Linked DNA regions of Mus musculus: region 1 is linked to region 2. A link is a contact called in public HiChIP or PLAC-seq data. All regions are on one chromosome and are shown on one strand. The core of a region is the stretch at or near the end of the contact, and the rest is flanking DNA. Distances in the headings are between cores, read along the strand shown.

The links. HiChIP or PLAC-seq counts read pairs in DNA pulled down with a chosen protein or histone mark.
Region 1: an H3K27ac HiChIP or PLAC-seq map of extraembryonic endoderm stem cells shows a contact between it and region 2, with 9 times the contacts expected there. The contact joins the promoter of Ralgapa1 here to the promoter of Baz1a in region 2. A contact is called at or near these places in 2 of 115 datasets of contacts at active chromatin or transcription factors (embryonic stem cells and extraembryonic endoderm stem cells).

What each region holds. Positions count from the first base shown.
Region 1 is chr12:55,819,842-55,825,067 of GRCm38.p6, reverse strand. Ralgapa1 (Ral GTPase activating protein, alpha subunit 1) reads left to right here and starts at 3,901. Exons shown (of 42, transcript NM_001368814.1): 1 at 3,901-4,406. The coding sequence starts at 4,301.
Region 2 is chr12:54,984,938-54,990,043 of GRCm38.p6, reverse strand. It overlaps Baz1a (bromodomain adjacent to zinc finger domain 1A), which reads left to right and starts at 3,708. Exons shown (of 27, transcript NM_013815.2): 1 at 3,708-3,882; 2 at 4,237-4,378. The coding sequence starts at 4,266.

The sequences.
Region 1 (5,226 bases), core at 2,652-5,151, 830 kb before region 2:
CTTGATGGAAATATGTGATGTGTATGTCTGGAATGTCATGATATAATGCCATTTTATATAATGAATATATATATATTAGAAAGAACATTCTAGAAAGAGTTCACAGTAATCAATTTTCATCATTTTATGGATATCCTAGTTGTTTCTAGTGATAAGCACCATGACCAAAAGCAGCTTGTGGAGGAAATGGTTTATTTCAGCTTCTAAGAAGAGAACTTAGGGCAGGAACCCAAGGCAGGAACCTGAAAGCAGGGACTGAAGCAGGGACCATGACAGAATGCTACTTTCTCGCTTGTTCCTCATGATTTGGTCAGCTCGCCTTTTTAAAACAGTTCAGGCTCACCTACCCAGGAGTTGTACCACTCACGGAGGGCTAGGCCCTTTCTCATCAAACATCAATCAAAAAAGTGCCCCTAAGATTTGCCCACAGGCCAATCTGCTGGATGCTGTGCTGGGTACTGTTCATGTCTTGACACAAACTAGAATCATCTGAGAGGAGGGAACCACAACTGAAAAAATACCCCCAGAACAGCGACTCTCAACCCTAAGCTGCAACCCTTGAATACAGTTCCTCATGTTGTGGTGACCCCCAACTATACAATTATTTTTGTTGCTACTTCATACATGTAATTTTCCTACTGTTATGAGTCATAATGTAAATGTCTGTCCTCTTCTACCGTGCGTGGTGCCATTCCTGGACTGGTTGTCCTGGGAGCTACATCAAAGCAGGTTGAGTAACGGTAAGCAGCACTCCACCATAGCTTCTGCATCAGGTCCTGCCGTCAGGTTCCTTCCCTAAATTCCTTTTATGAACAGCGATGCGGAAGTGAAAGCAAAATAAACCCTTACTTCTCCAAGTTGCTTTTGGTCAAGGTGTTTCATCATCCCAAACCCTAGGACAGAGAGAGGCATTTCCTCAGCTGAGATTCTCTCTTCCTAGATGATGTCAAGTTGACACTGGCACAACATATGACATCTAACCCACTGCTGCTGCTGCTGCTTACTTCTCTCTCTCTCTCTCTGACTCTCTGTCTCTGTCTATCTCTGTCTCTCTCTCTGTCTCTCTGTCTCTGTCTCTCTCTCTCTCTCTTTATTTATTCACTTTGGTTTCTCAAGACAAAGATCCTCTTTGTAGCCCTGTCTGTTCTGAAACTCACTCTGTAGACCAGGCTGTCCTTGAACTCAGGTGATGTCTGCCTCTGCCCCGAGTGCTGCTGGGATTTAAGGCACGTGCCACCACAGCGTGTCCATGGTAGAGGTTTTTGATGTATTGTCAGATCAAATGAAACTCCATTTTTCTCATATTCCAAAAGGCAGAAGGAAGAAATGGCTGACTGTGGTGTCCATTAGCAGACCAAAGTCTATGCTGGCCTCCAGGCTCCCTCAGAATCACAAGTACTCAGGACACATACGAAGTCCGTGCTGGCCGACATCCTGGCTCTTCTCACCTCCTCCCCTCCCCTCTCCTCTCCAGCTCACCAGCTCACAGGCTTATGTCCCCAGCTATTCATTCTCCTGCTATTTCTTCACATCACTCTCTGGTCTTCAGCACTTTCCCTTTCTCTCTCTTTCTCTATGCTCCTTCCCATCTCTATCTGCTCTGGTCCTGCTTCCCTCCTAGTCAGCTCCAGTCTGCCATCCATGTGCAGTCTATTACTTTCTCTCTCGGCTCTGGACAATGCCATGCTCTCATGTCTACAATAAAACCACACCATGGAGTGGTCATGTCATCAGTTTATACAGTTATAAACAATGCCTTAATATTTTACAAAACCTTATTTTTTCCTGACACTCTTTTTTAAAAGAGTTCTAAAAGTGGAACTTTTGAATCAGATTTGTCTTAGTTAGGGTTTCATTGCTGTAAAGAGACACCATAACCAAGGTAACTCTTATAAAGTCAGCTGATTGGGGCAGGGTTACAGTTTCAGAGTTTAGTCCTTTATCGTGGTGGGAATCATGGCAGCATGGAGGAAGACGGGGTGTTGGAGGAGCTGAGAGTTCTACATCTTGATCCAAAGGCAGCCAGGGGACTGGGTTCCACACTGGGCAGAGCTTGAGCATATGAGACCTCAAAACCCACCTCCACAACAACACAAGTCCTCCAACAAGGCCACACCCACTTCAGCAAGGCCACACCCACTTCAACAAGGCTACATCTCCTAATGGGCCAAGCATTCAAACACATGAATCTATGGGGACCATACCTATTCAAACCTCCGCAAGATTATGTAAACATTTTAAAGTATCCTGCTATTTTTCAGAAGCCTCCTACTAATTACTGCTATTCTTAATAGGCCGTGGGAGTTCCTACTGTTGCACTCACTGGTGAATTACTATTTGAAGACAAAGGCTACTGATAAAACAACACATCACTGTTTTTATGTACATTTCATGTATTCTGTAGATTTGATGTAAAATTCTAAAAGAAGGGAGCTGTAGAGATGGCTCACTAGTTAGGGGAGTATATGCTCTTGCAGACAACCCAAGTTTGATTTGCAGTACTGAGGCTGGGTGGCTCACAACTGCCTATAAGTACAGCCTCAAAAGGCATGTTTGTGTAGATGCTTGTGTGCATGCACGCACGCGCGCACACACACACATTCACACACACTCACAGATTCAAAATAAAAATCAATCAGCTCAGCAGTTAAGAGGACCTAGGTTCAATTCCCAGCACCTCCATGGCAACTTGCAGCTGTCTGTAACCCTAGTTCCAGGGGATCTGATACCATCTCACAGACATATATGTAGGCAGAACACCAAAATAAACAAACAAACAAGCTGGACAGTGGTGGCACACACTTTAATCTCAGAACTCTGGAGGCAGAGGCATGTGGATCTCTGTGAGTTCTAGGCCACCTTGATCTACAGAGTGAGTTCACAGCCAGGGCTACACAGAAAAACCCTGCCTTGGAAAACCAAAACGAAAAAAGCAAATGAATAAACAAACAAATAAAATAAATTATTTAAAGTCTCTAAAGAAAAATACAAACAAAATTGTCTAACAAATATTAATTCAGAGTGACGGAAGATAGATCAGCAGGGGACTGGGCACTAGGGACAGGCAAAGACAAAAAGCCAGAGTTTGTGATTACTACTTGTGTTTTGTAGTTTTTTGTTTTGTTTTGTTTTGTTTTGAGACATGGTCTAACGTAGCTGCCATTGACCTTGAATTATGTCTTCCCAAATCCTAGTATGACAGCAGAGCACTACCACACTTAGTTAATTGTTTTACTTGGATCTTACACAGCGTTCTTTGGATTTAGGTGAGTATTTCACATCTAAAGACAGCCTTCCTTTAAAATCATCCAGATTTCTTAATTTTTTTTCTCTGATATATGGTAGGATGCATTTACTTGTACAAGATATTTTATTTATTTATGTCTGTTTTCTTGGTGCTGGAGATCTGGTGCTAGAGCGAACTGCAGCTCTAGCCATGTGCATGTTAATTTAAAGGAAAAGGATGCAACACTCCCACGCATCTCTAAAGTACAGTACATTTTTAATCATTATTTTGCAAGACGCAGGAAGAATCCAAATTAGAAAGTGAACGGTTTGCAAAACACAGGAAATATCCAAATTAGAAAGTGAAATGACGTCAGAGCCAAGGCTTCAGAGCTAGTATCAAGCTGGCCTTGCACATCTGTTCTGATGTTTAAGTTACTCAGAGCGGTTTAAAGAGTGGAGATGAACGACTTTTTCAACAAAAACTCTAGGAACCGCTGTTTACAAGGAGCACACAGTAGACAACACCTTCCTTAACTTTCTTGCCCTTCTTCATTACTACAGACACAGGAAACCAAGAGGCTATAGAGGCAGGAATGAGCTCACGCTGACATGACGTCACGAGCACTTGACGTCAGAAGGCGGTTGCCACGGGGACCGTTCGCCACCGACGGCAGAGTCGTGAAACTCCATCACCACACGACTCGGTTTTGGCCTCCGCGGGGTTGAAGCTGCTAGAGACGCTTCAACCTTAAGGGGGCCTCAGGGAGAGAGGAGTGGCGCCGCGGCGGAGCGCTCCCTCTCCGCGGCTGTGGGGATTCCTGCCGCGGCCTGGGCGGCGGCGGCCGCTCCGCGTCTCCTCGTCGCTGCAGCGCGCGGGGCGGATCCGCCATATTGGAGCCGGGGCTGCAGGTTCCGTGCGGCGGCGGCGGCGAGAGGCGGGCCTGGCAGCGGGGCCCGCGCGGCAGCGGCGGACGCGGGGGAACGCATGAGCCGCCGCGGCTAGCCTCTTCCCCGCCCACCGCCTGCGCTGGGTCGTCGGGACCCGGCCGGGAGGGGCCGCGGCGGCCGCAGGATGTTCTCTAAGAAGCCGCACGGGGACGTGAAGAAGTCCACCCAGAAGGTGCTGGACACCAAGAAGGACGCGCTGACCCGCCTCAAGCACCTGCGCATCGTCATCGGTGAGGGGAGCCGCGACCCCGGGGCGCCGCCGCGGCGGCCTTGCTGCCCCCGGCCTGTCACCCCGCGAGCTCCGGGCTTCGCCCTCGCGACCTGGCGCGGTCGGGAGTGAGGGCCGGCGGCGCCTCTGCCCACGCGCGGGCGGGCGGCGAGGGAAGGGGACAGCTTGGCAGTTGGTACAAATCAGTCAGCACCAGCACGGAGAGACCCACGTTGGAGTTCCTGGTCTGATTGTTTAAAAAAAAAAAAATGACAGTCAGGCCAGAAACTTAAGTCCTTGATGAGACTTCAGGGACACTTGGCGTTGTGGGTAATGGTGTTTAGAGGGTGTGCTTGCCATCTGACTACTGCCATCCCCACCCGAGTGCAAAGCAAAGCAAAGCAAAGCGCTGGCTCGGCCAGTGGAACCCGTAGTCTTTCAAGTTTTTTTGGCAGGTGAGGGCCCTGGAGGAAGCAGTTGCACCTCTTTGGGAAGTGGGTGGTTCCTGAAGCTTGGGGAAAGAACCCCGCCCTATACACCCTGTTCTTCATTTGCTGTCCTTTAGGAAGAAAACTAATTATAGAGAAGAAGGTTCTCGTGAACGATACAGAATTAAGTTTTCATTAAAAATTTCTTACTCTCTGCCGTCTCATCAACTTTAGTGTCTCTGAAGACCGAAGCAAGCTAGATTTGGGATAAAGTGTTAAGCGAGGATTTTTGGATACTTGGTCATAGACAACTTGGATTTTTTTTTTTTTTTAAATGAAGAAATTTTGAGGTAAAAAGGAAAGTTGACCAGGGCTTAGACATATAGAATGACAATAGGATAGCTGAGGTTAGAT
Region 2 (5,106 bases), core at 2,459-4,958:
CAAATTCTATGGTTTCCTGTAGCACTTTCTTTTTTCTTTCTTTTTTTCTTTTCTGAGAGACAGGGTTTCTCTGTGTAGCACTGGATGTCCTGGAACTCACTTTGTAGACCAGGCTGGCCTCAAACTCAGAAATCTGCCTGATTCTACCTCCTGAGTGCTGGGATCAAAGGTGTGTGCCACCACACCTGGCTCCCTGTAGCACTTTCATGATGAATAAATATTCTTTGTAATTTTTTTTACTTTAAATGTATTTACTTATAGCTGTGTTATATGATGTATGGATGAAAGTGTGCCATGGTGTGCATGTGGGGGTCAGAGGGACTACCAGGATTCAACTTGGGTCATGGTCTTGTTTGGCAATCATTTTGCCCAGTGAACCATTTTGCAGGCCCCATTAACAACCATACTTAATTACTACACACTCTAAATAGTCTTGCACATAGAATCGGGTTCCTTGTTTCAATTTCTATCTGAGCTTGAATAGCAAATCTTTGTTGTTTTCCTTTTTGTTGTTTGTTTGTTTTGCTTTTTTGTTTTTCGAGACAGGGTTTCTCTGTCCTGGAAATAGTGCTGTAGGCCAAGCTGGCCTCAAACTCACAGAGATGTACCCACATCTGCCTCTGGTATTAAAGGCATATGCCACCACCACCACTGCTGGGCTTGAAGAGCAAATCCTAAGTACACAATAAGAGCAGGGAGTGTCATTTTTGGACCATTGAACAGAATGGTGGCATCTATACTTCCTGATTCAGATGCTGGTGTCTTACCTACATAACTTCCCCAGCCTCAGTGTCTTCATCTGCAAAACCAAAAGACAAACTGTGCTAAGCTTGGGATGAAAACCCTATGATTCGTTTAAAGTCTGCAGTATAAGCATTTGGGAAAACATGAACTATCATTGTGTTACTGATGGCTGTAGACAATTCTTCCACATTTACTAACATCTTATACTTCCTAATTCTAACGAGAAGAGGCTGGATAACATTTTGAATCAGCCTGCTGTGGTAGCTCTCCCCTTTATGTCCAGCACCCTGGAAGCAGAGGCAGTTGGATCTCTGTGAATTTGAGGCCAGACGTTTCTACAGAGCGAGTTCCAGGACAGCCATGACTCTGTTAGACAAAGAAACGCTGTCTCAAAAAAACAAACAAAAAAACAAAAACAAAAACAAAAAAAACCCAATCAACCAATCAACCAACCAACCAAAAAACAATCTGCATCAGTATTTTCTAAACACTCACAGGTGATTCTCCTGGGCAGCAGAGGTCTAGAACACACCTAAGCTCTGCGCTGTTCTTCACATGGGAGGCCCTCAGTCTGATATGAGAACAGTGGCTCTAGACCTCTGAGGTCTGACTATAGATGAAAGATGTGTCCTGATCCACAGGCAGAGGATGAGAGAGAGCCTGGACCTTACCAGGGCTTTTCAAACCTTAAAGCACACCTCCAGTGGCACACTTCCTCCAACAGGGTCACGCCTCCTAATCGGTCTAATCTTTTCAAAGAATTTCACTCCTTGGTGACTCAGCATTCAAATATCTGAGCCTATGGGGGCCATTCTTATCCTAATGACCCCAAGAAAACAAACTTTTGTACATGATAATTTTAGTTTTCTAAGCTTACATAACACCTTCTAACAGTCACAAATTAAATAAACTATACATAAAACCCAGAACATAAGTATACTGAAAATTGAGTATGAGAACAGAAAAATCGATTTTGATAGTATTTATTTGATAGGTAAAAGAATAAAATCTTAATTTTGGGAGCATAATAAAATAATCTAAATAGTCAATATTTGTATTTATAATAAGAAAATAAACACTTGCTTTTAAATTTTTAAAGAAAAATTTAAAATCATATTTACTTATTGGAGTGGGGGGGCACACAAAAGAGGAGATCAAAGGACAATCTATGGGAGTGGGTTCTCTCTTTCCCCTATGTGGGTTCTGGAAATGGAACCTAGGTAGTCAGGTTTGGTGACAAGTGTCTTAATCCACAGAGCCATTTGCCTGCCTATCTCGATTTTCGATAATTTAACAATTTTTAAAATGTAGCAAATAGTAAGTTGAAAACTAGAAGTATTCAGAGAGTTTAATCCCTTTCTAGATTCCCACTTATTTTAACTTTTGGATTATATGCATACTGTGCTAATACAGACCTCAGGCTAGGGGCTTAGCATGCTTAGGCCCCTGGGTTCACCTATCTCTCTCTCTCTGTCTCTATCTCTCTGTCTCTCTCTCATGCACGCACACACAACACTCACCTTGTAAATTAAATTTTCTTCTTGCCCCTTGTTTAGGGGACTGTTGTAGGTGCTATTAATAACTACTTCCTAGAGAATTCTTACTATTATTCTGTATATTATTTGGAGGTCAATTTTTTAAAAGTTTTTTGTTTGTTTGTTTTTCGGGACAGGGTTTCTCTGTATAGCCCTGGCTGTCCTGGAACTCACTCTGTAGACCAGGCTGGCCTCGAACTCAGAAATTTGGAGGTCAATTTTCAAAACACCAAGTCTTTAAGTGTGTACTGTGTACTTCTCTGAAAAGCATACAGTCTTACGTATATACTTGCCACTGGGAGACTTGTAAGCTTCTGTGGCTATGCTCATGCAGAAATGTGTATGCACACACACTATTAACTGCTTTTTAGTGCCATAGAACAGACTTTCACCAAGTATTATTTTACTCGTTCTATAATCATAGTAGTTTGAGAAGTTCATAACTGGTAAATAGTCTTAAACACCACCACCCACATACAAATAGTTATAGAAGATCCCAGTTTTTAAAATCATTTCACAGCATTAGTAATTAGGAAAAAAAGTAACATTTTACTGGAAGACTATTCCTCAGTTATACTTTTAGACTCATTCTTACATGTTAATTTGCAAATAAGCAAATAGAGTGATGGCAAAAATTATTAAAAGTTGGTGAACATTCTGAATGACTTCTAACTTAGAATATCCTTTTCAATTCAAAAGTCCCAAGTCTTATAAGAATTAAATTTGGTTTCATTTGTGAAAATTACTGATATGGGAAAATTGTTTAATGAGACATCTCGGTAGTAAATTTAACATCGTTAGGACTCTAATTGAACTGAAAATTGACCTTAAGTTACTTGTAGATTATAAGTTACTTATACTTTTTAAAAATTCTGGGTTTAGTTTTAAATATGTAGGGGGATCATATAAGTGAGATGACATTTCAAACTTTTGTCTTTTCCTGAGCTATCAAACTCTTTGAATTGTTTTAAGTATCAAGAAGGACTGGTGTCAAAAAAAGTTCTTTCTTTCAAGATGGATGATTACGCATGCAAAATACTTTGAGGGTTTTAGCGATTTCGTTTCTTATTCTTCCTTTCTTCAAAACGCAATTTAAATCGGAGCCGGAATCCCCTTTTCAACTCAATAGCTGGGCGCTGGTGGCCCATTGGAAAAGATGAAGACTTTACTTTGTCTGCCATGTGTTTAAGGAACACTAGCGCTTTCCCCAGATCTTCTGGCCGATAATCTCAAACATGGAGGATGCTTCTGATTCCTCACGAGGGGTTGCTCCATTAATTAATAATGTAGCTCTCCCAGGCTCTTCGCCCTCTCTTCCTGTATCAGTGACAGGCTGTAAAAGTCATCCAGTAGCCAATAAAAAGGTAGAAGCGAGAAGCGAAAAGCTCCTCCCCACAGCTCTTCCTCCTTCAGAGCCGAAAGTAGCTCAGAAACTTCCCGGGAGCGCGGAGAGGCGGGGAAGTGCCGGCGGGACGCGATCCCCGCGCGGAGCCCGGCAGTGGCAGCGGGAGCGGCGGCGGCCGGGAGAGACTCCGGGGCGGGGCGGGCCGGGACCTCGCGGCGTTCCTCGTGGGAAGGTGCGGCGGCGGGCAAGTGCTCGCAGGTGAGGGGCTCGCCAGCCGGCGTCCCGGGGAACCGGGAACAAAGCGCGGCGGCGCCCGGGCTCCGTGGCCGCCTAGCCCCGGGGATGCGTCGAGCACGTTGCGAGTCCCGGGACCGGTGGTGCGGCGGCCCGGAGCGGCGCTGGGGGGTGGGGGGGGGAGCCGCCGCACCGCCCGCCGCCGGGCGTCCGCCCCATTGTGAGGCGCCCGCGGGGCGCGCCGGGGCCGCGGCCGCCCGACAGACTGGGCACCCCGGCGGCGGGGAGGACCGGACTCGTCTGTCACACAAAAGGCAGCCGAGCCGCCCCGGCGCTCCCCGACCTTACCGGCTTTCTCCTTTCCCTCCAATTTGCTAGGGGCGCGGGCGGACGCGCGCAGCCGGGAGATGCCGCTGCTTCACCGAAAGCCTTTCGTGAGGCAGAAGCCGCCGGGGGACCTGCGGCCGGACGAGGAAGTTTTCTACTGTAAAGTCACCAACGAGATCTTCCGCCACTACGAGTAAGGCCGGCCGCGCAGCGGGGACAGCCGCCCCCGCGCCCTTTTGTCTGTCTGTCTCCTCTTTCTCTCCCGGGGCTCGTGACGGGTGGCCGGGCCGCCCATCCCCCGCGCGCCGTGACCGCGTGGGGCGGCTGGCGGCGGGGCCCGCGGAGGCCGGCGACCGCTCGGAGCCGCCGCGCTCGCCCGGGCGGGCGGAAACTCCCCGCCTCGCCCCTCCCCGCCGTGGCCGCACGCGCTCGGCCGCCGGTTCCGGGATCCCCGCCGGGTCAGCCCGCGCGCCGCCCCGGTGCCTCAGCCCGGAGAGGGATTCTCCGAGCCCGAGGGCAGGAAGCGGGCTGGCCCCGGACTGGGTTTTTCGCGGTCGCGCGTGGCTTCTGACGTTTGGTAGTGGGAGGCTGCCGGGGCTGAGGTGGGGACGGGGCGGGAGTGGAGGCTCGCTCCGCGTTGGGGGCAAAGGGGTTACTTCACCGGCCGGGAGGACGGGGCCGGGGAGCGTTGGGGCACGGGTGTCCTGAGCGGCGGCCTCGCGTCCCGCGCCGCCTAGGCCTGGGAGTGTGCGACGAGAGCCACGCTCTGTCACCGCCTCTTCTTGGTGACTAAACTCCGGTCCCCGGGGAACTCGGCGTCTCCGCCCCCAGGAGACCTGCGAGGGAGTAGTCGAGCGGAGCGTGGGGAAAGGAGTGGGAGATAGCGGGGTCCCGGACGCCCCTGGTTTTCCTTTCGAGCAC